Linked DNA regions of Mus musculus: region 2 is linked to region 1. The links are chromatin contacts, called in public HiChIP or PLAC-seq maps. All regions are on one chromosome and are shown on one strand. Each heading gives the region's core, a stretch centred on a gene start, on an enhancer-like site or on the middle of the called end of the contact. The rest is flanking DNA. Distances are from core to core; before and after follow the strand shown.

Region 1 (5,566 bases), core at 719-3,218:
ACTGCACAGACATGTAGATAGATATACTATAATGACACACACGTTTACAAAAAATTAGCTATTCATTGGGTTAGCTTGTATGCTCTTGTATGTTGTCTCCTTGGTTACTAATAAAGTGTTTTTGTTTGTTTGTTTGTTTGGAGACAGGGTTTCTCTGTATAGCCCTGGCTGTCCTGCAACTCACTTTGTAGACCAGGCTGGCCTTGAACTCAGAAATCCTCCTGCCTCTGCCTCCCAAATGCTGGGCTCAAAGGTGTGCGCCACCACACCCAGCTTAATAAAGTGTTTTTATATATTATAATCATCTTCACGGCTTCATCTCACCAAGAATGAGATGACAGACTCATCCTACCAGGCCCAACACACTCCGTGGGAAGCAATGCATAGTTGTCAAGATACATCAAATAACTGAAACAAACTATAAATTTGGTAAGCTTTGCCAACTTTAATCACAATATATATACCACTTGGCTTTCCTTTTGTTATAAGCCTTGGTGCATTTTCTATAATAAAAATTAAAAGTGACTGAACTTGTAAAGTTAACAATGAATTCAAAAAGAGAAGATAAATGTCCCATCTGAACTCCAAAGAGTAATTATTCTCAAGATATGTATTCTCCTGAGGATATCCTAAGGGTCCATTGTAAGTCACGGTAACAGAAAACAATGTTTTAAACTTTTGCCTTGTTTTGTATTTTATTCTGGGGGTTGCTGTGTGTAAGCAAATTTTCTACCATTGAGCCACACCTCTAGCCCCAAAGTTCAATGCTTTCAAACAGGTGCAAACAAGCACGACCTTTAGGAATTATGATCATTGATGTGTTCTAATGTGATGAAGGAAAATAAAAACAGAATAGATGCAATCTTAGATATTGAGATAGCTAATTTTGATCATCTTTCATGGTCTCAGTAGTATATGTTATTATGCATAGGCAGAGAAGAGGCAGACACTTTGGGTGTTAAGGGTAATGATAAATCAATGAAATAAGGCAAGTGTGTCTTTGACTAAGGCTGTTTTCAAACTCATGTCTTTGGCAGGAAAATTCCAGAATCGCAGTTCTTGAATCTGGGAGCTTAAGGATCCATAATGTGCAAAAGGAAGATGCAGGACAGTACCGCTGTGTGGCCAAAAACAGCCTGGGCACAGCTTACTCCAAACTGGTGAAGCTGGAAGTGGAGGGTAAGAGGCAGCACGCACCCCTCACTGTCTGCTGGGGAGGCTGTACTTTGGATGGAGAAAGATATGATGTAGGAAGTTGTGGTTCACCAGCTCTGAGGGCAAGGCTTTGAAAACAGAGAAGTCAAAAGACAGTTCCCTAGCATAAACGTTCATATCCTATCTATTTCCCCAACTGCTGCTACGTTTGACCGTGACACCATTTTAGTGTGACTTTCCAGCTCAAACAGTTCTCTTATTTATAAGATTGGCTACAAATAAGTTTATCTTTTAATGCATTTGGATTGACTTTAAAACATAGGGAGATAGAAAAAAAATTAATCCTTTCCAAATTATGGCTTCACAAAGGATGCAAATAATAAGCCAATGAATCAAACATATAAACATGGTCCTAATTCTGTGAGTTAGGTAGCAATTAATGTTATGAGCATAGTAACAGTTTATCCAAATATAATGTATTTTTAATGAGGTCATTCAATAAATTGCTGGGGAAAAATCTTCATTGAGAAATCAGAATCCAAAACAGATTTTAGTGTTCCATTTCCTTGTTTGTCTGGTTCTTTACCTAAAATATTTTATCAAATTTGGTTTAAAAATAGGAACTAGGATCCAGGTGGGGTGGGCTAGGGAGAAACTGGGAGGAGGAGAGAGAGAGGAAACAGTAGTCAGGATATATTACGTGAGAAAATAAAACTACACTCAATAAATGGGGAGGGGAAGGAACTGCCAGCAGTCCTGTGCTGGACAAGTGACGACTCAGCCGTGAAACCCTCCCACACCTTCCTGTTCTGAGCTGCAGACACAACGTTTTACTCCCTCTGTAAACGTGAGTTTAACGAATCAATGAGCTCTTGCTTAGATTCAGCAGTCTGGCCTGGAATTTACTTCACAGATGATGGCTACAGATTTTTCTGCTTTTATTTTCCCTTTTTTTTTCTCTTTCCCGTTTTTGACTGATAAAATATTGGACTAGACATAACACAGAAATAGTCATTAAAACAGGGAAGATGCAGATAGGTCCCAGATCTTTGTGCTATCTCATTCTGCTTTAGCCAAAATCTGTCCTCTCCTGTGTTTTCCCTTCACTTAAAGTTATTTTCATTTTCTGAGTAGACCTAGGTCCTTTCTCTCACAGCTTTAATGACCTCTCTTTCCATATTTGTCTCTAGTTGAAGTAACATATTTTATGGTGCCATTACACCAACTGCTTATAAAATTTCCATTAGGAAATGGCAAACTATATATATATATATACACACACACATATATACATACATGTATGTATATGTATATATGTGTATATATACATATATATTAGATAATTAAATAAGAACACATATTATATATACATATAATATATCTTAGCATAGTTCTCAATATAGTTGGAACAACTTAACATCTTCTAATTTGTCAATTCTATTTAAAGATTAGAATGCAGGCTGGAGAGATGGCTCAGTGGTTAAGAGCACTGGTTACTCCTCCAAAACACCTGGGTTTGATTCCCAGCACCTGGCAGCTCACAACTGCCTATAACTCAATTCCAAGGAATCCAACACCCTCACACAGACACACATGCAGGTAAAACACCAATGCAGATGAAATGAAAACAAATTATTAAAGATTAGAATACAATCGATATTTTTCCAGTGCAAGCTAAATACACATGTAACTGCAATCTGAAACCTACTTACTGAAGACCTGCCTGGTTTCAAGATTGCCTTGAATGCTATGTAGAATGACATAGAATGATGTTATCCAATTGTATAAAATTCCACAAAAGATTTCCTTATTGACCTACCAAACTCAAGTTTTCTGTCTTCCCAGCTATTAAAACAAATTGCTTCAAATTGACTTAAAGAAATTTATTGCCAGTATTGATCTACTGGAGCCTGGTTACACAGTCTGCTCTTGCCACTTAATTGTGAATCAATAAAATGAGATGCCGCTTCCTTCTTCCTAACATTGAAATCATCATTCTTGTTGCCTTGACTGTTAACATATCCTGGGGGGTTTATTAAAATTCGCTATGGCTGAGAGCTCATGCTAACACTTGAAATTTCTCTAACAGTTGGTAAGAAACTTATTTAGTGCCTATGTCTATTCTACATTCTCTACTCTTGATCAAAATACCCAAAATACATGGTATACTGTTGCTAGCCCATATAATTATAACATAAGTGATATCTATCATAATTTTTATTGACATCAAGTCTATGATAATGACACAAAGGCATGGCAGCAGGAACAGCTGAGAACTCATGTCTTGATTCACAAGCAGGAGGCAGAGAAGGCACACTGACAACAAAACTTCAGCGCCCAAACACCAGTGGACACCTTCTCTAACAAGGCCACACCTCTTAATCCTTCCCAAACAGTTTTATCAACTGGGGACCATTTACTCAAATGTATGAGCCTATGGGGGCGGGGGGAGGGGGAATTCTCATTCAAACCACTATACTACCCTGTCTTCTGTCAAAAGATGCTGTACATGACATACAGAGCTCCTGATGAAACCCAAGCCTGTGCAGCATGTGTGTCATTCAAATTCGATGGGGTGGCTAGAATGTCGAAATGTGCAAGTGATGCCGAATGCTCCACTTGTGAAGAGCCATGTGAGCTTGCCACTCAGAGGGTTTGAAATAGGAGTGTCAGATGCTGTGCCATTTTAGGAAATTAAGGGACAGTGAGGGTGGCTCATTTACACAGGGTCACACAGGTGACAGTATCTAAGAAAATGAGGCATATCGAACACTTTCTTTTCAATTAAAGAACAAGGCATGACATTGTCTAGAGTAGTATCAGGTTGGAAGTAAGAGAAGAGGAAATCAGAATCCTGTAAAGGCAAAAAAAGTGTGTGTGTCTGTGTATATCTGTGTAAGTATGTGTGAGAGAGTGTGTGTGAGTGTGTGTCTGTGTGTGTCTGTGTAAGTATATGTGTGAGAGAGTGTGTGTGTGTTTGTGAGTGTGTGTGAGAGTGTGTATGTGTGAGTGTGTGTGTGTATGTGATAGAGAGAGAGTGTGTGTGTCTGAGTGAGAGAGAGAGAGAGAGAGAGTGAGTGCATGCATGCATGTAGGAGTTCACAAGTTTTTCAATGAACATGGAAAAAAAGAGGTTTGGAATCAAAACAGGAAGCAGTTAGAAATATGACCATGTTAAAACATCAGGAGAAGGGAAATTTAACCACACATAGGAGGGGGCACAAAGGAACACACACAAGGGTGGCATCCAGGGTTCAGGTGGAACTATAAACTTTATACAGAGGGAGACCACATGTCCTGTTTTTCCCAGGACAGTTCTGTTTCACACCTGTTGTTCTGGAATAATTATTAATAGAATCCTGCTTTTACTTTCTAAAGTATCTAGGCTCCCATGATAACATTATACAGCTGCTCTCCTTAGGGACAGAGAATTTTCTTCCTTGGGGTAGAAGGGAAATGGAGACATTCCCGATATGAATCAGTTTGTAAATGAGGCATATTGGATTTAAGAAGGCTGTTCTTATGATCTCTGTTTCTTTTAGGAAGTAGATGGTAGGTTATCCTCTGTAAGGAGGGCACAGTAGGGGTGGGGGTAGGCAAGGGAAAGAGAGTGGAAAGATTTTTAAATAGCCATGGGATAGGAATGATGACTCAGAAGGAAACATGGGATTGTGGAGCAACTTCAAGGCTTTAGCAGAGAGCAGGATCATGAATATGGAAGGAGAGACCTTCACTGCATGGCAGACTCACACCGTCCCCAAATACCTGAATTCTGACCTACTCTACAGATACATGTTTAGAAAAAGAATGTTTACATTATGTTTAAAGCAAGACATGAGTATTGGAATCTTGCCAGAAAGGAAAACAGGGCAAAAGAGAATATTCCCAAGAGAGTAGAGCACTGAATCCCAGATACTTTATGCATGAAGTTCATGGAGCTTAGTATCTAAACACTGAATCTGGGAGGGTTGAAACCTGGGTTTAAATCTTACAGCACCAGCAATAGGACAGACATGATAATATGAAAGCCTTCCTACTGTAAAGGCTTAGAAATTCAGGATGCACTGCAAAACTCAGGGGGATAAAATGCATGGATCCAGACACAAGGAATGTCTGGACAGGAGCAATTTTGTTGGTAAGCTCCCAAGTGTGTTCCCTGCTGCTCTGAGGCAATGGGTGATGTCCCTGTTTCTGTTCCCTAGTTTTAAGATCCATAAAGATGAAGAGACAGGGTTTTGGACCCAATGAGAAGTAAAGGAAAGCACCAAGACCCTTGCTTAGGGCTGAGAAGCACAGTGATGGCAGGAGAAACCAGGAAAATTCATGTGCACACACACACATAAGCACAGTCACACATACACACACATATGCACAGATGCAGACACAGAGGCACACACAAACACAGACATAG
Region 2 (6,187 bases), core at 983-3,482, 310 kb after region 1:
CCATCCTTGACTGATAGGCCTCACCTCGACTCACTGCATCAGAGGGCACAGACCATGAAAGCTGGGAGAGGGACCCTGGGTGTCTGCCTGGCCAAGCAGTCACAAGGAGGTGACCCGGACAAACTAGCATGTGGCCTTAAGAAAAGAAGTCAGAAGAGGAACCCCAGCCCATCAGTTGTGCCTTCTTGGACAGACCAGCCTGTAGTCTGCTGATAGATAGCCATGGAAAGTCACGGGCCATGGCAGCAGCAGCCTCAGAAATGAAGCATGATCAGAGCAAGGCCAGCCTCCTGCATCATGGTGGCTTCAAAGTGCTTCAGACTCTGAAGGGATCAGTGGGGAGAAGCTCAGCTCTAGCAGCCTCCCTCGGCAAGGCTGTGGCTCTGCCCCCTGCTCCTTCAGAAGAACAACTAGCCGGGATGTCCCGCGGCATCGGGGATGCACTAGGAAGTGACTGGCCAGGAAGAGAGCCCAGAGCCACGGACAACCATGGACAGTACCTCAAAGGAGAGTCCTGGGTGGCCAGGCCATCCAAAACTGAGGGAAGTGGGATTCCTAAGAGGTGAACCACTAAGTGCTGTCCCCAAGGGGCTAGGCACCTGGTCAGAACTGTCTCACTGATACTCTGAGCTGTGCCATCTGCCGTATGCTTACCCCTATTATAAAGTTCTCCCAGAAGACGAGCTGAGATGTGTGTCCCTTGACCGTTTCAATCCCGTGCTTTCAGAGGAAACAGTAGAAGATGAGAAAACTCTCAAGTACTTCAGATGGTCCGCAGATAGTCATGGGGTCACTGGCTCTGCAATCTTCCAGATTAGCAAGTCTCTGATGCCATAGTTAAGGTTCAAGCAGAACAATAAAAATAGCAGATTAATTTTAAAGGTTGTCTTACAGTTTCTTTTGCATTAAGTCTGGCGTATGCTGCAGCCGTTCAGTTCCTGTTGTTTCCTGTGAACCAGACGCACCTCAGTGGTTGATGCAGAAGGACGTCTTCGAGCATGTTTTCAATCGTTTCGGAAAGACACTCAGAACTGGGAAACCCCCTCCCCCCGCGAAAATGATTGATCTGCTCAGTATAAGATGAGACAGGAACCTTTATCACAGAGTTCTAAATCATGGAGACACATCCTCAAGGGCTAGTGTCCGGGTGCCGCCTGCCTCAGCTCACCTCTGGCCATCTGATGGAAGTGGAGGCCTTTAGGCTACGCCCTCCACTCCTTGTAAGCCTTGCTTCGGTCATGAAGAGTCTTGCTTGCCATTTCTGCACTGTACTGACTCGGTGACCTGCAGCCAGAGGTCCCTTCTCACATGTCCCCCTCCTTCCGCCTGAGTTGCAGTTTTTAATGGAGGCACTTTGGAGAAGTTGCAATATTAAATTTAGGATAATTTAAAATTACAGAAGAGTTTGAGAACACAGATGGCAAATGAAGCAATGAAGCGTTTTCCTTTACACCAGCCCAGGACTTGTGATTTCTTTTACATTAAGATTTTTTTTTCCCAAAGTGACTTTCCCTTTGTGGTTTGTTGGTAACTTTAATAAAGGTCATTTAAAGAGTAGACATTTTAAAGCCTCCCTACCCAAGACAGAGTTAAAAACAGCCATGGGAGAGTTGGGGGACCTGACTGCATATGTCATTTATATTGTGTCCTAAATTACTATGCCATGGGCTATTTTAGTGTTTTGGGAAAATAATAAAATCTGTTCTTTAGCATTAAAACAAAACAAAAAAATGCTTTTTCAGAGAATAGTTTTAGATTCAGAGCAATAATTAGAGGAAGGCACAGGTATGTCTTATATACTCCCAATCCCATACATGCCTGGCCTCCAAGGTGATCAAAACCCCATGTGAGTGATTTATTACAAGTGATGAGCCTACGATGGCCCATAAGGACACACAGCTCATAGTATTCTCTAGACAAGAAGATAATGCCATGCATCTACCTTTACAGGACAGCTGAAGAAGAACTACAGAAGGTCATTGCTTTAGACTAATTCCCACACTAGAATTGAGGCACCAAGCTGAAAACTAAGCTACCTACTGACTAGAAATCAGTGTTCCAGATAACAGCCTAAGGCCCTATCAGGTGGGTTTCAGTTGGTTCGATAAGGAAGTTTCCTCTGCACTTAATGCTTACAACAAAAGATGTAATCTGAGGTGGACTGGACGGGGATTGTTCTAGTAGGTCTCACTGTCCCCATAGCTTAGGGGAAGTGACTTTGAAATGGCCAGCCCACTTCTGGTTTTTATCTACTCTTCTGATTGCCTAATAATTGTTACTTTCATTTTCTATTTTCTTCCAATCCTTCTTCATTTACAAAGAGCTGGGTATTTTTTTCTACTGAGCTCATTGGAATCACGATTCTATGTTACTAAAGTACTGCTTGATTCTATAATTTAAAAATGAAGTGATTTAAAGTCATTAAGCCAACTTGTTATAAATCTGCCCTCTGATGATGCTATTTTTAGACCAAGTTTTTTACTTTATAAATACAAAACATTGTCATTGCCCTTTAATTCCTCTGTGTTTTGATATTAATTTTATTATGACAACGTCACTTGTGCAGCCTATATCTCAGTGGATGGAGGGGTTATCTGTTTCTAAGCTGCTCACCTCGGGGTTCATCCTTAGGGTCTTAAGGAGATTTACGTTGTTATGAAAAGAACTCCCAGGTAGGGACTTGTCAAGAAAAGCTACAGCTTGCTAATGATTTGCCAAAGGACAGCTTCTGAGAGATTAGAGCCAGTAAGGCAGGAAAAGCAGACCCCAGGCTCCAGCGATTGGAGGAGCTCCAGGCACCTCTCCGGGCCCCAACAGGTTTAGTCAAACGTATCTGGTCTTTAAAATGAGGACTAAGTGTACAAAGTCTCATTCACATCTAATTGTCAGTAGCTTCACTTAGCTGATAAAGTCCTAGGAAGTGGCAAAGGGATTAATGTCTCTATACAAAGCTCAGAGCCCTTGTTGTAAATTCCCTTTCCTTAGAACTATTAGCCCAACTATGCTCATTATCAAAAAAAGAAAAACAAGACAAAGGTGGGTCTTCCTGATGTGACACTTAGTCATCAACACATGAAACAACCTCAGACCACAGAAGGAAAAATTCCTTTCCTTAATCAAGTTCCACCAAGGTGGAAACCTAAGTGCAGCCCTTTTGTGAGTTTAAAGCCTCTAAATTCACAACGCCCTGGATTTACCTCTTCATTCAGGAAGTAATTGGTTTTTAAGGAAAGCGTTAACACCCAGAGGTGGGTCACAGCACCTTTTGAGCTGGAGACCTCAGTCTGTGTCCTGTTTTACCTACTTGTATTCATCCGAGCCTTGCCTTTCTCTCCATCCTTGCCTAGGGTGCTTCTCTTTAATGCCAGTCCATAGACTTTGGCCAAAGGCTGCTGCTATCAAGGGCATACAGGGCAGGAGTTCTAGTCCTCATCTTAACTCTCATGATCTCAGCAATCCTACGTACATCTCTTCTCAGGCCCTCTACCCCTGTGAGACTCCTGGATGCCAGCTTATGGCTCCTGTGACATACAGACACCCTTGTGTGGGATTTCCACGCTCTTCACTTAGCTGTTCATTTCCTGACATCATGAAATGCCGCCCTCAGTTCTGGGCTGTGTTCCCACCAATCTTCGTTACCTTGCACACAGATGCCAATCATGGAATTCTCTATGTGTCAGCCTATCACACTGTCTGTATTTCCCGGTGGTCAGATTCCAGGCTGCAAGTGAGAGCCCCACCCCCCACCCCAGTTCACATCATCCCAGCAGGTGTTCCCAAAGGCAGTGAGCTGACTTTAGGAGGGGACTTGCAATGAGTGTAGAACCACAACATGACATCCGCAAAGTCTGGTAAAGCAGGCTATAATTAATTGTGTGGGCTCTTAAGGAAATGAAATCCCAGCAGGCTCCTGGTTCCCCTCTTAATTAGCTTCGTCCATTCCCTCAGGAATGTGTTCCTTCCCTATAAACTTCCTTTTGTCTGGACTCACAGGTGTTAAGTAAATACCTGCAACAGCTTTTGGAAGCTTTTGCAACCCACAGAGACAGGGCCCTGGTGGCTCCTGCTAATGCCAACTCTAGCGGTTGTCGCACACTTTGTGGATTTGACAGAACCAGGGCACAGAGAACTGCTATCAATGTGCCTTTGCTCTACCAAGTCTAGGAGGGGCAAGCGTTTGCTTATTTTACATCTTTGACTTTTCATCCCATGATCTCAAGGCATTCTGACATGAGGGCCAAACTGAAATATTAATCCTGGTTTTGACAACTGAAATTCTTTATCAAGTAGAACCAATGTTAATTCCATAACTGTTATAGCTCTCACCAGTGGGTTAACGTGAACTTCATATAATCAGAGTATTTCACCCCAAACTGCCGACCCACAAGGTGTCTCCGCTTCTATTCACACAGCTTCTCCCTCCCCAGAACCTCACTGAGTTGAAGACTCTATTAGTCCTGATCTCCATCCTCACTTTTTAAAAGAAGAAAATGGAGACAGTTAATAGTTGGGAGACCTGGTAGAGATGGGGAGTCATTTTACTTCTATATTAGGAAAGCAGAATCTTTACCTCTGCTGCTGACTTCATGCACCGCTCGCCAGATTTCTGCTGGAGAGTGTGATATGGAATGCTGCAGCAGAGATGTTTCTCTTTGTGACCTCAAGGTGGACGAGGCTAGGAAATCACTCACCTACTCACTGTTGATACACTCACTGTCTATGGGGGTTAAGATGGACATACATCTTATTACCTAAGCAGGGGTAATTTATAAAATGAAAAAGGCTCTTGATATTACACCAAGACTTGTCCCAGGGCTGCTCTGAACAAAAGGAAAAAAAGTAGCTATGCTCCTCTGTGTGTTCTCTCTACACTAAGAACTCTGCTGTCTGTAAAGATGAACTTAGTATGTCTGTGGATGGGGAGTGCAGGAGCTCTTCTCTCTAGGTGCAAAACCTATGTTACCACTTGATGTCAAACACCAAAAGGATATTAATCAACGGGATCATTTGAGCAAGACAAAAATATATGTTGGATATATATATATATATATATATAATTTCTAGACAGACATGAAACTGGATTTTTGAGAGGTGATTCTATACTCAATGTTACTGGTTAATGATGAGTAGTAGCTCACCAACATGGAATCTCACTTTTAACAATACTCTTCTTGAAAACAGTTACTCTGTTCTGAGTTAATGTCTGTTGCTGTGATAAAATATCCTGACACAAAGCAACCTAGAGAAGAGTGGGATTATTTTAGCTCGTAGCTCCAGGTGTCTGTCTGTAGAAAGTCAAGATAGCTGAAACTTAAGACAACTAGTCATGTCACATCTATAGTCAAGAGCAGAGAGCAATAAATACATGCATGATCATCTCCTTTATTGTGTATGTGCAGCTTCAGTTCTCCATTCATACAGTTCAGGACCTGCCTAGGGAATAGTGTTACCCACAGGGGACTGTGTCCTCACACATCAATCAACTGAATTATGGCCATCTCCCACAAACATGCCCACTGAAACTGTCTTACCAAGTGATTCTAGCTTGGGCCAATTTGATAACTAAACTGAACCACCATATACTTTTTCACTCAAACACTGGACTATTTCACAAGTAGATAGAGATCCACTAGAAGTACAAAACAACAACAACAACAGTATGTGTGTGTGTGTGTGTGTGTGTGTGTGTATCTCAAAATGTAGCAAAAAAGGTCTGTAGAATTGACTCAATGGGTAAAGCTCTGCAGCACAAGCAGAGCACAGGGTTCAGATTCCCCAAATTCATGTAAAAATGTTAAAAGCCATTTATTGGTCACTAAAGCCTGCCAATTACCCCAGAATGCTAGAAGCAGAGACCAGGGATCTTTGGGACAAGATGTCTTGCTGGGCTAACTGAACCTGTGTTGAGCTCTGGATGCAAATGAAAGACCATATCTCAGGATATAAGACTGGAACATGATCAAGGAAGCAACTTAATGTCAACCTCTGACCCCATGTACCCATGTACACATGTACCCATACACGTGTGGACACACATACATGCACATATGCACATAACCATACCACATACATGCACAAAAATACTAAAATCAAATATAGCAAAAAATAAAAACTTTGCTCTCATTTTGCTTTATAGGAAATATACACATATTCCCAAGGATTCCTGCTTTAACCAATGGGGCTGATT

Evidence for each region. HiChIP or PLAC-seq counts read pairs in DNA pulled down with a chosen protein or histone mark.
Region 2: an H3K4me3 HiChIP or PLAC-seq map of bone marrow-derived macrophages shows a contact between it and region 1, with 6 times the contacts expected there. The contact joins two enhancer-like sites. A contact is called at or near these places in 2 of 484 Hi-C or Micro-C datasets (bone marrow-derived macrophages and embryonic stem cells) and 2 of 115 datasets of contacts at active chromatin or transcription factors (bone marrow-derived macrophages and large pre-B cells).

The regions. Positions count from the first base shown.
Region 1 is chr4:58,302,808-58,308,373 of GRCm38.p6, forward strand. It overlaps Musk (muscle, skeletal, receptor tyrosine kinase), which reads left to right. Exons shown (of 15, transcript NM_001037129.1): 5 at 1,038-1,179. Among named protein-coding and RNA genes, the nearest start is that of Musk, 20 kb to the left of the region's middle. Within about 2 kb of position 1,969, at least 66 of the 459 cell types and tissues checked have an H3K27ac peak or open chromatin away from gene starts, as enhancers often do. A contact at or near this core is called in bone marrow-derived macrophages, where this site is marked.
Region 2 is chr4:58,611,004-58,617,190 of GRCm38.p6, forward strand. It overlaps the pseudogene Gm12579. Among named protein-coding and RNA genes, the nearest start is that of Lpar1, 61 kb to the left of the region's middle. Within about 2 kb of position 2,233, at least 28 of the 459 cell types and tissues checked have an H3K27ac peak or open chromatin away from gene starts, as enhancers often do. A contact at or near this core is called in bone marrow-derived macrophages, where this site is marked.